2 separate regions of the Gossypium hirsutum genome follow, and region 2 is linked to region 1. A link is a contact called in public Hi-C data. All regions are on one chromosome and are shown on one strand. The core of a region is the stretch at or near the end of the contact, and the rest is flanking DNA. Distances in the headings are between cores, read along the strand shown. Region 1 overlaps LOC107925642 (1,4-alpha-glucan-branching enzyme 2-2, chloroplastic/amyloplastic). Region 2 holds the start of LOC107905363 (fructose-bisphosphate aldolase 6, cytosolic).

The links. Hi-C and Micro-C count contacts between places; a contact is called where the count stands out from the background.
Region 2: a contact with region 1 is called in a Hi-C map of leaf, with 2.4 times the contacts expected there. The contact joins the promoter of LOC107905363 here to the enhancer-like site in region 1. A contact is called at or near these places in 2 of 34 Hi-C or Micro-C datasets (both in leaf).

Annotation. Positions count from the first base shown.
Region 1 is chrA01:116,964,450-116,971,145 of Gossypium_hirsutum_v2.1, reverse strand. LOC107925642 (1,4-alpha-glucan-branching enzyme 2-2, chloroplastic/amyloplastic) reads right to left here. Exons shown (of 22, transcript XM_016856354.2): 16 at 6,452-6,596; 17 at 6,092-6,239; 18 at 5,891-5,991; 19 at 5,584-5,661; 20 at 5,301-5,456; 21 at 5,028-5,102; 22 at 4,333-4,934. The coding sequence ends at 4,731. Among protein-coding and RNA genes, the nearest start is that of LOC107925642, 12 kb to the right of the region's middle. Within about 2 kb of position 3,160, at least 4 of the 9 cell types and tissues checked have an H3K27ac peak or open chromatin away from gene starts, as enhancers often do. A contact at or near this core is called in leaf, where this site is marked.
Region 2 is chrA01:117,204,533-117,211,366 of Gossypium_hirsutum_v2.1, reverse strand. It overlaps LOC107905363 (fructose-bisphosphate aldolase 6, cytosolic), which reads left to right and starts at 2,847. Exons shown (of 3, transcript XM_016832012.2): 1 at 2,847-3,000; 2 at 3,629-3,856; 3 at 4,114-5,150. The coding sequence starts at 2,973. The coding sequence ends at 4,934.

The DNA.
Region 1 (6,696 bases), core at 1,911-4,410:
TTCGAGGGATTACATTTACTTATGCCTATGCGGAGGGACAAGTTAACTCACGAAAGCATAAGTCATATGTAACCCGAAAGTATTCACTAGCCTGTGTGGAGGGACGAGTTAACTCACGAAGGCATAGCGTTTACTTTCACTTAAATGGACGGAGCCCGGGTATAGAGCTCATGTTATGCAAATATGCACGTGCACGGTGTGTGAGGGAAACTCACAAACCTTTCATTTATTTAAAAACTACTAAACTAAAACCATAAAACTTAAAGCTGAAAAACAAAAGGACAAGACGAGTTAGAAAGATATTTACCACATAATGCAAATGCATGACTTTTTGAAAACAAAAATTTGAGGATCATGACTAAATGTCAATTTGAACAAGAAACTTTGAAAATTCTGACAACGCGAGTTTAATTCCAGACACGACTCTCAAAAAGGGTCCCCAGCGGAGTCGCCAGCTATAGCAACGTAAAATTTTGCCTTCGGTCGCTAACTGTGGCGATTTAGTGAAAACTCGAAAACTGAAGTTTGATTTTGAAATAAACAGGGAGTCGCCACCGATCCTTTTTCCTAGGTGTGATCGGACACCTATTATATTTCTTTTTAAAATAAAAAGAAGGCCGAGTTTAGGTTTACGTCAAAAGCCAGATAAAAATCAGGGTTCGGGAGTTGGTTACGCGCGAGGAAGGTATCAACACCCTCACGACGCCCAAAATTGGTATCTTATAAACACGTGTTGTCTTGATTTTCAAAATACGAGTTCAATGTAAGATTTAATCGTGATCTAGTTGAAAAGATGAGAACTTTTAATTTTTATGTTTTTGAGAAGGACATACCGTTTTAACACGAGTCAATTGATGTTCACCCAACATAGCGATGAAATCGACGACTTAATGTTAAATCGGTACGTTGCCTTGATTATTAAAATAAATAAAAACATGAATAAACATTTTAAAATAGTGAACAACGAAGTAATATATAAAAATGGGCGGGAAACGAAAGATAATAGCTGGAAATACATCAAGGCACATAATACATACGACAATAATATTAAAGCAATGACAATGCACGCGATATTAAACGTAACAATAGTATCAAACACGAGAAAACAATGAATATACATACATAAAAATGATATTAAGAACATGTACGTCAAAACACACACACATATATATATAAATAGTGATAGTGTCAAAAATATACTATATAATATTCGAAATATATACATGATATATATAAAAATACAACATTTAAAAGGTATATATATATATATATACATAAATAATAATGGTGTTAGGAATATACTATAAGAGTATAAAGATACATAACTAATAATATTAATGCATGTGCATAATAATATATATAAATATGGTATCAAAAGCATATATACATAATAGTAAAAAATATATATATACATATATAATAAAACAGATACTTAAGATTAATAATAATAAGGCTAATATAAAACATATACATGAAATATTATAAAAAATATGTAACTAATAAGGAAAATAATAATAAATAAGAAAAATATATGATACATAAACATATACAATATATATATTAGAAGTGATAAAATATTCATACGATACATAAATACGTACATATATATATAATAATGACGTTAGAAATACTTAATATATAATATTTGAAATATATGCATAATATAAAAAATATATAATGTAATGTTAGAATATATATGTAATATATACATATTAAAAATAATAATAATAAACTATTGACAATACTTCACAAATACATATGTATATACTAAAAATATACATAATAATATGTATAATATTGAGAACACATGTTTATAATATATGAGAAATATATATATAATACAATATTAGAATATTTACATAATATATATATGTTAAAAAAATAACTAATAATAATGTTTCACTAGTATATACATAAATATATTAAATACATATACCTATATGTACATAATAAAATATACACTACTACATATATAAAATATAATAAATATGATAAATATATAAAGATTATAATTAATAATAATAAATAACAGAAAATGAAAACAAGTAATTTGAAAATGAAGCAGCAAACTTAAAAAAGACTAAATCGAATTAAAAACAAAGTTTGGGGGGAATCTGAAATAACAAAGAAAGGAAAATGACCGATTCTAACGCGCATAAATAGTGGGGGCACTAAAAAGGAAATAAACCCTTTCAATCAAAACGCGCAGCAGCATTGGGGGCCAAATTGAAAATCGCAACAAATTATGGGGCTAAATTGAAAATAAAAAAATCTGATTGTACATGCACAAAAAAGCGGAAGGGCTAAATGCGCAAATAACCCTTCCATTTTAAAAAACACGCGGATCTTGCTTGGAGAGGGTTGGGTCGACCCGACTTGGGGCCAAAATGACTTCGTTTTTATGTTAAACAGGGGGGAGGGACCAAAACGCACCGTTTTGGTCCCCTATATAAGATAAAAAAATTTTAAAAAATTCATTTCGAACCAAGAAGAAAAAAAAAAGAAGGAGAGGGGGGAGAGAAAAAGAGTTCCAGCCAGGGGGGCACTGGTCTGTCACCGGACCTTCGCCGGCGCCGGCGTCGACTACCGTACACAGTGGCCGGAAAAGGTAAGAAATTTAATTTTTTTTGTATTTTATTTTTACGTCTTAAAAATATTATTATTTATTTATTTCTATGTGCTTAGGGGTATAGAAAAAACAGATTTTAAAATAAAATAGAAATGAAAATAGAAAAAATCACCTTAGGGTTTTGATCCCTGATATTTTCATTTTTTGATTCCCTGATTTTGGGTGTTTGAATCACTGTTCTTGCGTTGAGATTATGGTATTCTTTGTATTGAAATCTAATTTTGTATTGATTTGTTTGTTCTTGAATATCCGGAAAAAAAAAAAAGAAGAGAGACGATTTTGCTTTTAATCGGCTTATATAGCCATACAACTTTATTTTCTTTTATTTTCTGTCCTGTCCCTTTTTGTCTTGCAGGAGCAGTTGAACGGTGGAGGTGATGGGGGCCAGAGGCCAGGTGGCCGGTGCTGCAGGTTTTGGTGACAGTGGCAGCACAAGTGGGAGCCAAAAGTGGGGCTAGGGTTTGGGGTTAGGTATTTTTTGTTTCTGATTTGTGTAATGGGCTGTTAGTTTAGTGGGCTGGTGGGTTTTGGGTTTAGGTTAATTGGGTTAGTTTAGATGGGTATTGTAATGTAAATGGGTCAGGGGTATTGGGTAAGGGTTAGCTGATGGGTTAATTTGTATTAGACATTGGGCTTTGTAATTTTAATGGGTTTGAAATGTTGTAAACGGGCTTGTAGGTTTAGGGATTGGGTTATAAATGGGCCCATGTAATCTTGATATACACAGGCCCAAAATTGGCCTACAATAGGGGGTTTTTAAATTTTGATTCAATAATCGAGGGAGTTGATGGGAATGGTGAAAATCAAAACAAAAATATGGGAATTAGGAGTTTGGAGCAAGAGTAAAACAGTAAACGACCTAGTTCTAATGAAATGCCTTTCGATCTCCTTCTTAGACTGTCTAATTGTCTCGGTTCGAAGGTATGCTGTTCTTCATAGATTAGCGTCGAACCCACTGTTTAAATTTGAAAGAAGACCACTAGAGGCTCCGATTCTATTTATGATTTTTCTATCTCCGATTCTCTATGATTTTTCTCTATTTTTTTTCTTCTCTCTTTTTTAACTTATTTTCTTTTTTGTTTTTCAAACTTCCGACTTAGCACTTTTTTATTTTTACTGAGTAATAGAGATTTGAGTTGTAGAAACTTTGGATATGGTTATTGAAGGGTATACAGTGATGTTGATGAGATTATGTTTAGGTTGACTTACAGTGATGATGATGTTGAAACTCAAGAATAGATTTTGAAGTTTTTAAAGAAACAATGGGCAAGAAGATCGAAGACCGTGATGATGATGGAAAAAGAAAACCAATAAGGAAGAAGAAACTAAAAATTAAAAATTAATAAATAAAAATAATTAATTTTATTAATTTTAAAATTATTATGTAGTATATAAGACAAAATAATACTACACTAATATTTTATTATATCTTTTATTATATTTAGACTGTCATGTCAACGGTTATTAACTGCTAGTTCACTAACGGCTACATCAACATACCTGCTAAAAATTGATCAATTGATCAATTTGACAAAATGACAAAAAAAAAAAAAGTTTAGGGTGGAAGTGCTCCAAAGAACAAGCCAAAATGACCAAACAGCCAAACATTAAGGATTATTTTTGACATTATAACTTTCTCTTTCTAGCAAACATTCAACGAAATTACACCGTAACTATTACAATGTAAAAAAGGAAAGAACAAATACAGAAATACTGTTCTTATTAAATTATTCGGTCATTACATTAATAGCTTAAAAAGGAATCCATTACCTCACATTGCTGTAAATAGCATGTTCCTCGTATCTGCAACTTATATTTTCACATGCAAAACAGGGAAAGCATTTACATGCATGCCACATAGTTGTCTACTTTTTCCCTTCTAATTCTCATGAAAGAATTGCCTTCTACTGCTTCGAATTTTCACCTGTATGCCCGGCCGGCATTTGATGGAAGGTTTAACTTGATCATTTCATCTCCTAGGCAGTGAAACTACTAATCGTGGAATACGTAATTTTTAAGCAAAAAATACCGCGTTCAGTGGGACAGCTCCTTGACCGACTTTGAATGGTCAATAACACGAGATTCTGCTGTCGAGAAAGGTTTAGCTGTCTAAAGGCTCTGATTCTTCATCAGGTTCAGATTCTTTAACAGGTTCTGCTGCTGCTGGTTTAACAGTTTCAGGAATTTCAACAAGTTCCAAATCGTTGACTACTTTTGGTTCATCTTCAACTAGGGCGTAAACAACTGCTGTTCTGTTTGGGGCATACACCATGAATGAACGAGGCCGGTCATCATACCATCCTTCCTGTAAAAGCATCCGTCGGGTTTTAATGTTAGAAAGCCCTAGAGTGAATGTTAAAAGCAATGGTATGTAGGAAGAGCAATAAAAATATCTTACAAAACTGAAGTATTCGGCATTATGGTCAAGCCTACCGAAGCCTCCGAATAACGGATCATCTGAATCCAAAACAATCTGGAAGGTGATAAAAATATATATTAACCATTGCATGGCAAGCAACCTTTAACTTTGTCAAAACTATATTTGAAGAATCAATAACAAGATTACAAAATCAATGACCAATGGATATGAATAATTAAGAGTACGGTGGAAAAGCAAAAAACGTGCAAATTCTTTCAAGTTCCGCATGCATGAATCCAGAAAACATTATACCTTGTACTTTCCTGGTTTTGCACACCCCACACGGTAGTCAAAATAGCTGTTATTCCAGTGGAAGTTGAATACGAAAACCAGGTTGCCTTTTTCAAAGACAATCACCCTATCTTTTTCATCCTTCCGCGATATATATGTGTGCTCGGAAGTCATGAACTGAATTAAAAAAGTCAACCATGCATCATTTTTACTTTTCTAAATAAGCAGAAAGTAAAGTGTATTGACTATTCAGACAGGCTAGCACGTATAAAACAGCAAAACAGTGAGCACCAGCAATACTTACACCATATTTCTCTTCAACATGCTGCATAGCCTGATCAAATTCTTGCATCCCACGATACCTGAGATAGTCGGCATCCCCCTGTTTGCATAAAACCAAAGATATCAATGCCTTGAGGTGGCATGCGAACAGTCACAGGTAAAGCAGAGACGTATACGCATAGCCACTGTATGGATCAACTATACCCTTTGTTGATAGTAAAATAAAATGTAAAAATGCTGCCAGTCCTTTGATGAAAGTATATCGCATAACTATCAAACTTGCAACAAATTACAACACAAGCAAAATATGAATTGAAGTGGAAACTTACAAGATCAAATCTACGTCGACATTTATCATAACTGTAACCATTCCCAGTAATTACTACACCATTAGGAAGACACTGGTCACCTCTTGGGAAATCAATCCACTCTAAAGAAAAGAATAACGGAGAAATTAGCACACATTCAAGAACCACCAGTTTATACTAAGAATGAGATGTTGGGAAGATTCATAACCAGTTGACACTTACCGGGATGTCCAAATTCATTTCCCATGAAATTCAAGTATCCTTCTCCACCTAGTCCCATTGTAATGAGCCTAATCATTTTGTGTAATGCAATGCCACGATCTATAAGTGCAGTACTTGGTCTATCTAGAGCCATAAACTCATACATATCCTGCGAAAAGGAATTGAATCTAATTATATTGAAGATTATAAAGCTAATTTAGCTCTATCTTTTTGTATTTATAACTTAGCAAAAGGCAGTATAATTGCAAGCTTCTAATAGCTACATATAAAAGAATTGTTAAAAAAGCATTCCCGACAGCCAGTTAGCTCTCTAAGCATGTAATACTAATCAGCATGAATGTAAGTAAGAACATATTTAACCTTATCCATCAACCAGAATGCTATTGTTTTGTCGCCAACTAGAGCTTGGTCATGGCTTTCAGCATAAGCAACACACTTTTCCATCCACCTCCTGTTGGTTAGCGTGTGAACAATATCACCCATTTTCCAGTCTTCATCTCTCTTTCTATATGACATAACACGGCAAAACATACATATAGTTATCAAATATTTCACAAGACAGTGAATTAAAGGTCATTGCAAGGTAAAAAGTTATAAATTGGATA
Region 2 (6,834 bases), core at 1,598-4,097, 240 kb before region 1:
TTATCCTAATGTCATTTATTATTATTATATATATACATATCCTTTTACTACTGTTTTTATATACATATATTTTAAATATTATTACTATTTTTTATTACCATTATTGTTATTATACTTGTATCTATATGTATTTTGTTTTAATACCATTATTATTACTACTTCCATTATCTTTTATCTCTAACTATTATTATTATTTTATATATATTATTATCTATATTATTATTATTACTATTATTTTTTATTGTCATGGTTAATATTTTATAGCTATTATTTTATTACTAATATTACTATTGTTATATCTAGTATTATTTTTACTTTCATTATAATTACTACTATTATTATGGAGTCTTTAACATTTTTAATTTATTCGGTCATTTTCAAATTAGCATTTTTACGAAGAGGGATCGTATTTCAATGTCTTTCAAGCTTTCATTTTTTTTGACACTAAGACACTAATTAATCAACTAGGTACCAATTTTTCGGCGTTCGAGGGTGCTAATCCTTCTTCGTGTGTAACCGACTCCCGAACTTGTTTTCTTGATTTACGTGGACCAAAATCGTTGTTTAAATAAATTAAACCATTTATTAAAAACAACCACTTTTACAAGGTGGTCCAATCACACCTAAAAAGATTGGTGACGACTCCCGTTTTCGTTTTTCTCCAAGTTGATACCCGTTTTCCAAAAAAATGGTTACGACACGCATTATCCTCCTATTTATGGGTTAGGGAGGAGTTATAGGTAACTCTAGATATTGTGTCAAAAAGAACTAAAAATGATCAGAACTTATAATGAAATTATTCAAAAAATATATAATGAGATTGGGGCCAAGGAAAGCCTAAATCTCAATTTAGGCATTTATGGTTTTTCAAGTTGTTTCATGAAATTCAAACAAACAAAAAAAGGGGTCTAGGAGAAAGAGAATGTCATTTTAGTTGCCTTTGATTAGAGCTTCACGCGGTGCTACAAGACCACGATGAGATTTGAATTAAGAATATTATGAATATCAAACGTTCAATTTTACTATTTCAACCATAACATAATTTGTTTTTTATATGAGCGTTTTATAAATCATTACATAAATTTTTTTCCACTTATATAGTGGGCGTACTATATTCTTGCGAAACATAAGAAGTTTCAGTTGTCACCAACTACACTTATTATACACCCCAATAGAGGTCAATAGAGGTGAATTTAAAGGGGTAAGCAGGGGCCTTGACACCCCAAAATGGAAAATTAACATTTCAATCCCCTCATAAATAATAAATTTAAAAATTAATATATGGTAAATTTGTACTTTGAACCCAAAATGGAAAAAAAAATATTTTACTCCTTTCAAAAATAATGAAATTATAAAATATTAAATGATAAAACTATATCTTGGCAGCTTCAAAATTTATAATTCAATTTCGACCCCTCCTAAAATAATTGTTGGATTTGTCCTTGCACCCCAAAGGATTTTTACAACTTAACAATGATGACACTCTTAATTGTACATTAGATTAAGGTAGATCCACGATTTGGGCTAAAAATAAAATTATGTATGCATATTATTCTAATTGTTTATATAAAATATATGAAACGATTATCTTCAAAATAATATAATTTACTTTGTAAAATGATGATGATGATCTTTATGTCATTAGTGATTAAAGGTCTGTTTGGCAATACTTTTGAAAAGTGCTGTGAAAAAATACTTTTGAGAAGTACTTTTGAAAATTTCAGTGTTTGGTATTGCTGTCAAAAAGTGCTTTTGAGAAATAAAATGTCCATTTTAGACATGATATTATAAAGTAACAAATATGTATTTAAATAATGTTCAAATTAGTTAATATTATGATATTTTAGCAATAATATAAAAAATAAATAATTATAACTTATTGTTAATATTTTAATATATAATATTAATTTTAAATATTTCTAAGTAATTAATATTAATTGTTTAATAAATTTAATTAGAATATATAAACTATATTTAAATATTTAAATATAATAATTAAATATTTGTAATTAGATATTGACACAATTGTATTATTTTAAAAATGATTTTTTTTAATTTTTAATTAATGCTTTTAACACATTTGTATTATTTTATTTTAAAATGTACTTTGAATATATAACTCATATTAAATATTAACATAATATAAAAAATATAAACTTAACAAATTAAAATATTACATATATTTGAATTAAACTTCAAACAAAAGAAAAAAAAGGGGGAAAATGGATTCTAACGTTAGAAAAAATGAAAAAAAAAAAGAAAAAGAACAAATAAGGCTAAAAAAGTAATATAGCATCAAAAGCACTTTTGGGCTGAAAAAAGCACCAAAATTTCTCCTTTTTCATCTGAGAAAAATGACTTTTCTTAAGTTGAAAAGCTTCTATTTTTTACCTCTGTTCTTTATTGCTTTTTGTGTAAAAGCACTTTTTCCCCTAAAAGTTCATCACAAAATCAATGACGAACGCAGTCTAACTTGTGCACAAACTTAATCAAGGGCTTAATAGATAGTAGGTTTGCTTATGAGTCGAGCTATCCACTCAAACTTGAAGGTCCACTCGAAATTTGAGAAGGTTTGGACAAAAATATCAGGCCCGAAAAAGGGCATGGGCAAAATAGTTATCCTGTTAAAATATGTGTTGGACTTGAGCTTGAATAGTTAAGGCTCGAGTTTGATCCAATCCATTTTCTATGTTTATTATTGAGTATAACTTCTACTTCAGTTAAATTTAAAAAATAATCTTTTCAATTAAATTCTGTTTATTTGTTTTAAACTCTTTTACAATACTAGAGATAAAAAATTCAAGGGCAATAAACAGCGTTAGTTATTCTCTTCCATTAACTCTCCATTTTTGCCGCCTACTTTTCTCATTTAAAAACCGTTTCCCTCCCCTTTTCTCTTCCACTCTTTCTTTTTTTTTCCCTTCCAAACAGACACTCTCAAGTTTCTTTTGTTCTTCATTTTCCTTTCAATCATGTCTTGCTTCATTAGCAAATACGCCGGTAATATTTTTTCCTTTAATTCTCGTCGTTAAATGTATATGTTCTTATATAATCTTAACAATCTCTTTCGATTGATCTTGTTTGTTTGATGTTAGATCGATAATTTGATGACAAAGTTTGCTAATAACTGTTTGATTAAATTAATTGAGCAATGAATTTATAATTTAGCTTTATGCACTAATCACATCACTGATTTTTATATTTGATTTAGTTTCGTTAATCTATGCAATAATCACATCATTGAAACTAGGTCAATCTGAGTTGGAGGTTTTTACAGACGAGAAACCTTCTTTAATTACAGTTTAATTAGATTAATTTAGTAATGACTTTATAATTTAGCTTCATGGCCTATTCACATCACTGATTTTTAGATCTGATTTAGTTTCGTTAATCTATGCAATGATCACATCACTGAAACTAGATCAATCTGAGTTGAAGGTTTTTACTAACGAGAAACCTTCTTTAATTACTGTTTAATTAACTTAATTTAGGAATGAATTTAGAATTTAAATCAATTGATACATGCAGGAGTTAGGTAATAAGTGGAGTAATAGGTCACTATGTTTCAATTTATAGTTTCTTTCGGATCTTTGTTTTTGTTATTATAATTTTATATATAATGTTGCAGATGAGCTAGCTAAAAACGCTGCCTACATCGGCACACCTGGGAAGGGAATCCTTGCCGCTGATGAATCCACCGGCACAATCGGCAAGCGTCTTGCAAGCATTAATGTAGAGAATGTTGAAGAAAACAGGCGAGCTCTTCGTGAGCTCCTCTTCACTGCTCCCGGTGCTCTCCAGTTTATCAGTGGTGTTATATTCTTCGAGGAAACACTATACCAAAAAACTGCTTCTGGTATTATTATCCTTAATAAATTAAGAATGTATCGCAACTTGATCTATTGAATCGTAATACATAATTCGAAATTGTCAAAATGGATATCAATTCGTTTACTTTGTGATGTTTTGGCATTCTTTTGTGAGGTTTTGTGCTTGAATTTAAAGAGAACAATTTTGATTTATGTTTGCAACATAGCCGAACGAGTTCCGTCATGACAATATGGATTTTTAATGGATTATAGTTGGTTTCTAAGAATTGGTTCTTGATTGCAGGCAAGCTTTTTGTTGATGTGTTGAAAGAATCTGGTGTCCTCCCTGGCATCAAGGTTGACACCGGCACCGTTGTCCTTAATGGAACCAATGACGAGACTTTCACCCAGGGTCTTGATGGCCTTGCCCAGCGTTGCCAAAAGTACTACGAAGCTGGTGCTCGGTTTGCCAAATGGCGTGCTGTACTTAAGATCGGCACTATTGAACCAACCGAGCTTGCAATCCAAGAAAACGCCAATGGCTTAGCCATGTATTCCGCCATCTGCCAACAATGTGGCTTAGTCCCCATTGTCGAACCCGAAATCCTTGTTGATGGACCACACGACATTAACAAGTGTGCTGCGGTAACCGAGCGTGTCCTCGCAGCTTGCTACAAAGCTCTAAACGACCACCATGTGATGCTCGAAGGTACATTGTTGAAACCCAACATGGTGACACCCGGTTCCGATTCCCCAAAAGTTGCACCCGAGGTTATCGCCGAACACACGGTTCGTGCCTTACAACGAACCGTCCCACCTGCAGTCCCTGCAGTAGTGTTCTTATCTGGTGGACAAAGTGAAGAAGAGGCTACCGTTAACCTCAATGCCATGAACAAGCTCAAGACCAAGAAACCATGGTCACTGTCATTCTCATTTGGACGAGCTCTTCAACAGAGCACTCTCAAGGCCTGGGGTGGGAAAGCGGAGAATGTGGCGAAGGCCCAAGAGGCTTTCCTCGTTAGGTGCAAGGCTAACTCCGAGGCAACTCTTGGTACCTATAAAGGTGATGCAAAGCTTGGTGAAGGTGCTGCTGAGAGCCTTCACGTTAAGGACTACAAATACTGAGAATTTGGGCCTCTGCTCTAATGTGTCATGTTTTGAAGACTAACTTTGGCATTTATAATTAGGCTTTTATTTCGTTTTTTTGGGTGTGGGGGGTTTTCTGTCGTTTCCCATCGAATTTTGGGGTGAAATTAAACAAATCTGCATAGGAGCATTTGTGCTCGTTAAATGTGGACTCTTAATTTTGTTAAATTTATATTTACACTAAATTTTGCTCTACCTTTAACAAATATTCTTAACAATATTTTTTTAAACAATTGATTAAGTTAATGCTACGAGTTAATTCAATATTAATTAAGTCAAAAAAATTAAAAACCTAAAATTTTAAACAATTAATAAATATTACTGCATGATATTTTTGTCTTTTTATATATTTTTATATAAAATTTATATAAAAAAGCAATTTAAAATTTAAACTTAGAATAAATTTAAAAAAAACTCAATAATAATAATACTTGAAGACAATAAATTCTCTAAATTCTTAATTTTTTCATTTTAATTAAAGCTTAATTATTATTTTATGTAAACTTTTACATAATTTCTTTTTTTATTAAGTCAAATGTGCCGTAATCTAATAATTAGTTAGGGATTTGGGAGTTTAAGAATAATATAAGAAATGAAAAAAATTGAATAAAATTTATAAAAAAATATTAAATTTAGAATGCAATTCACTAAATTTCTTCCTAAATGAAGCACATACAGCTTTGGTTGCCACAGTTTTAAGTCCGTCCAAAGTTTTAATAACCTTATAAAACAAACTTATAAAAAAAAAAAGTTGGATTATGACTTTCACACCTTATAAAATATTAAGAAGTACTTCTACTATAATTTATCAAAATTTAGTTTTTTATTTTATGAAAATTAAGAAATTAATGCAATTTGAGAATACCCTTAAATCTTTAAATTGTTTATATGAGAATCAAAAGTTTAACAAATTTATATAAAAAAAATTAACAAAAATTAATAATTCAGCAATTTATATACAATGAATCGATAAAAAATAATTATTTAAGTTCTTTTATTTAATAATAATTGGGTTAACTTTTTAATTTTAATAAAAGATTATGACCAAATTTTGAAAAATAAAAATAAAAGATGAAATTAATAATTGAACATAAAAAACATGGCACGTGAAGTGTTGCATAATGGGCTGGGTTCAATGTCTTGTTAATATTATGATGCTATGCTTAAAACTCCTTTGTTAAATATTATAGAAATGTTCATAGATCGAGTTAATTTTATGTATAAGCTTAGCCAGACAAATATATAACAGCTCTTGAATGGACAATGAGATGGGCTTAAAACAAGGGGGGAAATAGTTGAAGAAATTGTGAACTTTTATAATTTGTTCTTGGGGAAGAAGGATAACAATATCAGTGCTTCAACTATTGATCTAATAAGATAACTTTTTCCAACTTTTGGTGAGAAAGAATGATTTGATCAAGTCTATCGAGAATGAAGAAATTAAGGTTTCTATGTAAAAATTGTGACAAGGCATCTAGATTAGACTTGTTTATAAGTCAGGTCATTTATTCAAGTTCGAAAATTTTCTTAAAAAATGGGAATGTTTGGACAAAATACAAGACCTAAAAAATAGATTTGGGTAAATTTTAAGATCTATTTTCTATATGGGCTAGGCATTGTGTGAGACTTTTTTGACCTAAGCCCAGCCTAGCCCAGCCCAAATATATTATGTTATAAAAAATATTATATTAATTATGTATGTTAAATAATAATTATGTATATTTCTATTAAATTACTAACCTAATAACAATTAAATTCATTAGCCAAAACTTAAAAAAAGAAAAAGAAAAAACTTACCCAATCAAAATATAAAATATTAAAAATTATACTTAATACAATAAAATATTTATTATTTTTTGATATAATAAAACATTTATTA